Regions from separate parts of the Triticum aestivum genome. Here region 1 is linked to region 2. Evidence: chromatin contacts called from public Hi-C data. All regions are on one chromosome and are shown on one strand. The core of a region is the stretch at or near the end of the contact, and the rest is flanking DNA. Distances in the headings are between cores, read along the strand shown. Region 1 holds the start of LOC123078708 (ubiquitin-conjugating enzyme E2 5A). Region 2 holds the start of LOC123078705 (pathogenesis-related genes transcriptional activator PTI6).

Region 1 (4,039 bases), core at 1,134-3,633, 210 kb after region 2:
CGGGACTGCACAGACCGCGTCCTCTCGGCAAGAGTTAACTAAAGGGGCAGCCCGGTGCACGTAGCTCCCGCTTGCGCAGCAGAAAGGGCTGCCATGGCAGTGGTTTTTGGGCTGGGCCAAAATCGCTACCATGGCAGGCTTATTTTTATCGAAAAGGAGGATAACCCTCGGCCTCTGCATTGAGCGAGGCACAGCCATATATTATTTATTTACTTCAAATCCAGCAGCCAAACAATATCGACCCGGAAAAAATACATGAGGCCGCATGCCTCGTGGCGGTAACTCCACCAAACAGCCAGTAACCCTATGATAAAGACAAACGAAATGAAAATACACAACTCCTAGGCTAAGCTTTCAAGAAGGAGTCTCCGCACATGCGCCGATGATGACGAGTCCAACCCAAGGCCAATCTCAGGATTTTCATCCCTAAAGCCAAGCTTCGATCCACCACCTTCAGCATGGGTACGACGCTGGCACGCGTGACATAACCTGATCGGAGATCTAGTGTTTCCACCGGAGTGCACATGCTCGTCATTGAGGTCAACTCTACCATCAACACTTGTTCGGCTACCGACACCTAGCTAGCCAAGTACAGCAGGAGAACAAACCGGAAGTCAAAAAGTCCCATACCGCCTCGCCTCCGGTCACTAAGTCACTAAGCACCACCTTCGATCCAACAGCAACATGCATAACATGATACCTCCACCAGAGCCACCATGCAGCACCTGCTGACAGGCATGACTTGACATCTCCGCATGAGACATCGTGCGTAGCACCCGCCGGTGGCTTCACCTGCCGGCGACAGGCAATGCCCTGACGCCTCCGAAAGAGACACATGTCACTCACCGAGCCGCATCGAACCCGATCTGTTGGTGGAGGGGGCGTCCCATATCGCCGTCAGCCTTATGGAGGCCGTCACCACTGCAAGACCCAACCACCGCATCATCCACTTGACAACGGAGGCCACCGCCAATGAAGAAGCTGGGCCGCGGCCCCATCGCACAACTCCCACGGCGCCATACGATGCCACATCAAGCAAGAACACTGCCGCCAAACCGGCTGCAGGCTACTGTGTTGCCACGACACAACAGCCGCCGACAGCCACCACACGGGGGCGACGAGAGGAGAGAGAGAGAGAGAGAGAGAGAGAGAGAGAGAGAGAGAGAGGGGGGGGGCTTTTTGGCCCGATCCTCCAGAAACCTTAATTTGGGGAGAGAATTTCACTTCCCTGCACCAACTAGGGATGCACACACCGTTTTTAGTATGAGTACCAAGATTTTTATCTTGAAGTGTAGTCTCACCACATATCAAGCATGGTCCCCAAATATATTATTTGTGAGTACCAAGATTTTAGCTTGATGAGTGACCACACATCAAGCTTGGTCCTCAATAAATGGGGGGAAACCCTTGTGCATCACCTGTCAATTCTAAGAATTGAACCCGGCTGGTTAGACTGCACAACCGCATACCTAACAATCTCATTGCAGGCAGCCTTATTCGGCTGTGACGCAGGTTTAACAGGCCACATGTCAGTTCATACTACCATTGATCCAAGTCCAGATTCATGTTCCCCGCTAAAAAAGAAAAAGAAAGTACAAGTCCACGCGTAGTCTTCATCAAGAACTCTAAACATACATCGCACCTTCTCTCCTTCCCCTTTTTGGGCAAGCAGAGCATACAGCGTTGCTCCAAATATCTGCGAAGCAAAGCATTTTTTTCCCCAGACGTACAGTTCTGTGGGAGGACGCGAGCATGTGCACAGCAAGTCATTCCGAAGCATAGCATATGCACAAAAATCTGACTCTTGACACAAGGTCATGCATGTCCTGGAAGGAAGCGCAAAAATCCAGGCCAAAAGAAGCAAGCAAAGCGAGAAAGGAGCAAGACCTGCACTGCATGAGGTGGGGGGATCCTTCTGCAGATCCTTGAGCTCCTTCTGTATCCTCTTGGACGCCATCGCGCCCTCCCTCGCCGCCCTGTTTTCCCCCCCAAGAACCAGAGCAGAGAAACCATCAAATCTGCTGCCATAAACAGGTTAGTACACATCACAAGAGGAACTGAGACGGAAGAACAAACCTCTGTGCTTGAAGGGCTGGCTGATCTCCTCTCCGCCTCCTGCTTCCGTTTCTCCGCCCCCTCCTCGCAAGAACCAATAATGGGATGGAACTGGGGAAAGGGGCCAGGAGCAGCAGGGCTATATATGTAAATGTAAATGGGCCTCCCCTTCCTTTGCTCGCTGTCTGTCTTGATGCAGGTTTGCGTGCTGGTTTTATTTATTCGTTTCCGTCGAATCGTCCTTCAATGCGGTTGGGACCTGCTTCCTTACTTTTTAGTGGTGCGGTGCCATGGCTGAACGGCAAAGGCGGGTGGCATCAGATCAAATGCCCCATCCATCCGCTGCACTTGCACTGACTCCCTTTCGTATTAGTGGCTGCTGATGAACAGAGTTATATTCTCCCTTCTTTTCTTCTATCAATCAACGCCAATAAATTAATGGATGGAGAGAACTGACGTGGAGTGAAACTGACGGAAAGGCAGCCGCGTCTCCTCCTGATATAATAACCGTGAATTGAAAAATAAAGAATCTGCAGATTCTGGTGGGAGGCCCTGCCGACGGATTGATTCCTCGTGGCCTGCATGTCAGTGACGGGGCGAGAGAATCCAATTCATGCAGCCCAAGTGGACATGAGTGGAACCCGGCTTTTTGTTTGGGTGGCTGATTGCCTGACAACCGATAGTGATGCCAACACAAGAAAAAAAAAACCCTCCCCTCGTTATTCCATAGTGTAAGATGAGAGAGGAGAAACGGTCCAAAACAGGTACTCCCTCCATTCCTAAATTTAAGTCTTTGTAGATTTCACTATGAATTACTCTCTCCGTCCAGAAATACTTGTCAACGAAATGAATAAAAAGGGATGTATCTAATGTATTTTAGTTCTAGATACATCCCTTTCCATTTTGATGACAAGTATTTTTGGACGGAGGTAGTACATACGTAGCAAAATAAGTGAATCTACACTCTAAAATGCATCTATATACAACAGTATGTACTCCCTCCGTTCCTAAATATAAGTTTTTTTAGAGATTCCAATAAGTGACTACATACGGAGCAAAATGGATGAATCTATACTTTAAAATATGCCTACATACATCCGTGTTGTAGTCCATTTAAAATGTCTAAAAAGACTTATATTTAGGAATGGAGGAAGTAGTTCATAGTGAAATCTCTACAAAAACTTATATTTAGGAACGGAGGGAGTATTTAGCATGCGTCACAAGGATCTGCGGTAATTGAACTGCAATATGCAAGAAACTGACATTAGTTTCTAGAATACATTCCTTTCTTCCAGATGAAGCGTGCTATCTTGATAAGCTTACCCTACTTTATTTTATTTTATTTGTTCAAATTCCTTCCATTCTAACAAGCCATATATCAATCAACGATTGGTTCTGAATATATGATGAGACACTAGTTGAGCCTTATGAGACACACAACAGGCAGTTTTATAGGTATATATGCTGAAGATGAATAGAAGGCTAATTACAACAGTCCAGGAAATGTGAATAGAGCAAATAAATACCAAGGTTTGAATGATGCCGATAAACACGCCAGAAGGATGTGATCAGTGTACGGGTAAGAAGGGATGTATCATGTTCAAGGAAACCGATCGAGATTATTCATCTGTTAGTTGGGGGCTAGTACACAAAGTTTAAACAGAAAATTTGACGCCTTCATCATCTGCTGAACTGCCCTTAAAGATAACTGCCTTTCCCTTCTGTTCCAGCAGCCTCAAAGCTCGCATGAGGACACCACGATCAATTCCCGCAAGTTCTGCAACAGGCGCCACAGGAGAGAATGATTCAAACTGGGCACAATACTAAGACAACTTTTATTATGAGCAAGGGGCATGGCCTATGTATTACTTTTCTTTTCTTTTTTGCGAATTATGGGCTGTGCATTAGTAATGAGGCACCAGCACCAACTTATGTCACGGCCTAAGCTCCAGAGCGTAGCTGTGCAGGGGAGGTTGCATCATGG
Region 2 (4,552 bases), core at 1,407-3,906:
GCTGGCCCGGCCCACCGTTTGTTTGACGGGCAGGCCGTGGAGACGAGTGCACAGGGTCCAAACGGAACGGCACCGAGCCGTCACTTCAGTAGTACGCATCTTTGTCTCAAAATACCCCCCCAAAAAAATCTTTGTCAAAAAAAAAAGTAGTACGCATCTTCGTCCTCGCCGCCACGTAGCTCCTTCGCCATCTTATCTTTTGCGTTGTCTCCTTCCCCATGTGGTCACCGTGGTACGTGTTCTTGCTCGGGGGCGCTACGTGGGTCGTGGACTCGTGGTCGACCCGACCGCCTCAGCCAGGAGCCAGCCTGCAGGACCACGCCGCTCTCCGTCCTCCCGCACGCCGCGCCATCGCCCGCTCGCTGGATTCGCATTCACTCCCTCGCTCTCGCCACTGTTGGTCACAAGATTCACACGCGCACGCGTACGGGCCTCGCCGTCATAACTCCCTGCCCGGCCGGCCGGAGCCGAGCCCGATCTCAGGGAAAACGCGCCGTTGCTGCACCCGGCGTAAATGCCCATGAATACCCAAACACCTGCTCCTTACAAGGGAAGCCAGCGGCCATGTCTGTCTATCGCACGGACATGGCACGACGGTGTCCGGCCCGGCAGGCGGACACTGTACCGATGCAAACTCCGACACGGCACTGCCTCGATCCCAAGTCGGGGTGGTGTGAGTGAGCGTTTGATCAGGCAGATGATTTCCCAACAAAATCATGGCCCCGACCGACCACCAAAACCCGCAAGCTTTCTGCGCAACTAAATCATGGCCTCCCCATTTGGAGCAGGGAGCGTTTGGACCACGCCGCGGAGCCGTGCCAACCAAAGCACGCATGCACCATGCTAGTAGCTGTGGACTGTGGAGTGGAGTGGAGTGGAGAGTGAACATTGAACAACACCAATACGTACGTACGCCCTGCATCATATCGGAGTAGACAGTACTACACAAAACTTTGACGTAGTATAGTACCCAGCACAGCAGTGGTAGCACTTGGAAACTTTACCCGGATCATATATTTCTCTTCTCGTCGACTCAACACAGAAAAGCAGCAACGCACACGGACATGTTACAAATACACGGGGACACACCACACGTACACGACAAAATACTCTCGACATACACGAAAAAAGATAGGGAAGCAAGCTCCGTCGCCCCCGTCTAGAAAATCGCGGGAAGCTGGTTGAGCGGGAACAGGTCGCGCAAATCCTGGAAGTAGTCGTTCTCCTGCACCGGCGCGGCCCACGGCTCGGCCTCGCCGCCGGCGGACGCGTCCCACGAAGCCTCCTCGGCTGAGGACGGCTCGGCGTAGAGGAACCCCGACTGCGGCTCGAAGTCCCAGAAGCTGCTGCTGGAGTAGACCGGTGCGTCCTCGAACGGCACGAACTCGCCCAACTCCTCCGGAACGCTGAGGCTGCTGCCAGCAGCGGCGGCGTCGCCTTGGCAGGCCTCCGAGTCGCCCCTGTCCTCCGCCAAGGACGACATCGACGGCACCTTGCGGAGCACGGACGTCGGGGACGACACCGCCTGCGAGGACTCCGCGCCGGACTCGTACCCGGCCGCCGTCAGGTCCTCCTGGCCGCCCTCCGAGTTGGTGGACGTGGAGAAGTTGGTCGTGGCGGTGGCGCCGCGGAGCTGAATGGCCGCGTTGTCGTACACGCGCGCGGCCTCCTCGGCGGTGTCGAAGGTGCCGAGCCAGAGGCGCACGCCGCGCCACGGGTCGCGGATCTCCGCCGCGTACTTGCCCCACGGCCGCCGCCTGACGCCGCGGAACTTGGTGCTCTGCGCAGCGGAGCCGCCGCCCTTGGCCAGCCTCTTCCGCGCACCGGTACATCCACCAACACGCCTCGGCAGGTCGTCGTCTCCCGCGCTGCACTGCTCCGGCGAAGCAGCAGCAGCCTGCACAAGCGGCGCCGGGGCCGGCGGAAGCTCCCGCACCATCCTTCCCACCCTCCGAGCGGCGCAGCCCTCGTCGTCCTCACTGGACGAGTCCGTCACGTCGGGATCGTCCCAGTAGATTCGCACTGTACGCGACCGCGACATGGCACGCGCCACCACCGGAAACGCGGAAACCACACAAAGGAGGATACCGATGTCTCTCTCGCCCAAAAACCCTTTGAAGACACAGGTAGAAAGCTCAGAAGGAGCCCCCTGGCCCCAGCAGGAAAGGAAGCTGCAGCCTTAACCGAGCAAGCTGACGATCGATTGAGCGGGTGGATCGCTCGCTCCTGCTCCGCGCGCGGATCAGCAGGGGAATAAGACCAAAGGAACGGCAATAGTGAGGAGGACGGAGTGAGGATGCGAGCAGAAGCAGGCGCAGGGGAAGGCAATAAAGACGGCCTCCTCCTCCTCTTTACCTTCTTTTTATTTAGAAAAAAGGCGAGCAGAAATGTAACAGCGCAGTAAAGCCCTCTGCCTGCCGCGAGGCGCCGGGATAATAACGGTTTTCGAACTCCGTAAAATTTTAACTCGACGAGAGGAACAGAGGAGCGTGGAGCGCAGCAACGAAACGAAAGCGCGAGGAACAAGGACGGGAGTGGAGAAGAGAAGAGAATGAGCAGAGCCTCGGAGATAGCTGAGCTGAGCTGGGAAGCGGTGATGGGATGGGATGGGAGATTTGGGGGTTTGGGGAGGTTTTTGGGAGAGTGGACTGGCTGAGGTTCGTTAGCGCCGTCTTATAGGATCCCCCGGCCCGACAGGCCCTGCGGGAGCCCACGCCCGATTCCGCCGTGAAAGCGTTTTTAACTCCGCCTCGCCTCGCCGGCCGTAATTAAAGCCTGCGGGTTTAACCTCTCCTCCAGCCGCATTTACTGGCTGGCATTGGTTTACGGGGCAGGTTCCATTTCAAATCCCGCGCCACTAGTTTAATTACCGAACCCCGAGGACGAGGACGCCTCCGTCCATTTTACTCGTAGCTGTAAACTGTGCGCGGCGCCTGCAAAACTGCTGCCGTGTTTGGCACTGTGGGTAACTGGTGCCGTGGTCGCCGGCTGGCTGGATGTGTGCAGTGCCGCAGCGCAAGGGGAGAAGAACTACCGGGGTGCGATGCGTGACGGGCATGGGCGGCCTGGCCTGGGCAACTTAACTCGTAGGCTGTGCCAGTGCCAGTGCGCGCTGGTCTGCTCCAACTGTGACGCCGCGACCGCAGCTTGCGCCATCGTGTCCTTCTCTTCAATGGAGGCTGTGTTCTTTCAGGAAGATGGGGTTTTCCTAGCACTTGCTTACTCGCCTAGCACTACAGTCCTTCGTTCATCACGTACCTTTTTTTTTGGAGAAGGGTTCATCATGTAGCTGCATGTGTTTCCTGGCTGAATGTCGGAGGAGCGAGGCCATGAAGGCATGACGTGCTCCCACCACTGCTCGCATTGGTCGACGCTTCCCGGTTCCTCCGGCGTAGTGGCGGTGTGGACGGCCGATTCCTCATCCACACTCTACTCACTGCCACGCCACTGGCGGTGGTTCTGGTTCACCCAGTCAAGCCCGCACCGATGAGCCGCGCGCTGGGAGTGCGTGCCCCAGTCACCCTATTCCTTCCGAGCTCCGGCTCCAGTGCGAGCGAGAGACGGAACACGGTCGCGTGCGTCCCCGTCGTCATATTTTTTTGGCCGCCGTACGGAGGCCGACCCCGCGCCCGCGTGGTCCCTGAGCGGCGGGGGCCGCCGGGCAGTGCCGGTCGCTCGCACTCACGCGGGACGCAGAGGGGATGGAGGATGGCACGGGGCCACTGCCGCAGGGAAGGGCGGAGCCAATGGCGGGCCGAGGCTTGGTGGGGCCGTTGTGGCGCGAGTGCAGGCATCGGATTGCGGGAGGCGGGAGGTGGGGCGGCACGTGATGCCGGTCGGTCCTGGACGGAAAGGAAACTCCGGTCAATTCGTCGGGCGGAGCACCGGCGTCAGGGAGCCTCTGACCCGGAGGACGGAGAGCCATTTATCAACTCCAACCAAGGACAGCCTCAAGGCGCAACACAAAATTGTCCCTAAAATGTCTAAACATGACGGTCTAAATATCTTTTGCCATCGAATGGCGATCATATAAGGGAGTGCCTAGAACTCATCTAAATAAAATATAAATTGGTCTCATTCACATGACGTCATCCATCTGTGTATAAAAGGTGTGGTCGTTCTATATTGTCGCTACTTCTTCCTGGGCCGTTCGTTGTTTGTTGTGTTTTTATGGGCCAGTGTACAATAACGAAAGTTGTCCGTTGTTTGTTGTTGATGAATAGAAGCATGAAGCAGCTGGGCCCTTACCCTTATTTAGGGAGCGTTTTTCTGTTGTTGTTTTTAGTTTTCTTGCTCGAAAACAATAGCTCGGAGGAGCCTTTGCCTGGGCCCTGCCTTGTTTTATGCCAACATTATTAAAAAATTTCAAATGAATTGCCTAAAAAAGAAAATGTTAAACAGCTCGAAAAGAAAAAAAATCTGTGAAAAATAAAAAAAAATATGTATGTATGTAAGAATGTTTATCGCATGAAACATGTTCACCATGTATTTTTTTAAATGTCACATATAAAAAAGTGCACCAAGTATTTGGACAAAAATCATTGCGAATATA

Evidence for each region. A called contact is a pair of places that touch in the nucleus more often than the background predicts.
Region 1: a Hi-C map of leaf shows a contact between it and region 2, with 4 times the contacts expected there. The contact joins the promoter of LOC123078708 here to the promoter of LOC123078705 in region 2. A contact is called at or near these places in 2 of 5 Hi-C or Micro-C datasets (leaf and root).

Annotation. Positions count from the first base shown.
Region 1 is chr3D:331,720,152-331,724,190 of IWGSC CS RefSeq v2.1, forward strand. LOC123078708 (ubiquitin-conjugating enzyme E2 5A) reads right to left here and starts at 2,384. Exons shown (of 5, transcript XM_044501299.1): 1 at 2,077-2,384; 2 at 1,888-1,976. The coding sequence starts at 1,957. LOC123078706 (vacuolar protein sorting-associated protein 25) reads right to left here. Exons shown (of 7, transcript XM_044501298.1): 7 at 3,477-3,832. The coding sequence ends at 3,711.
Region 2 is chr3D:331,508,934-331,513,485 of IWGSC CS RefSeq v2.1, forward strand. It overlaps LOC123078705 (pathogenesis-related genes transcriptional activator PTI6), which reads right to left and starts at 2,657. Exons shown (of 1, transcript XM_044501296.1): 1 at 882-2,657. The coding sequence starts at 2,041. The coding sequence ends at 1,160.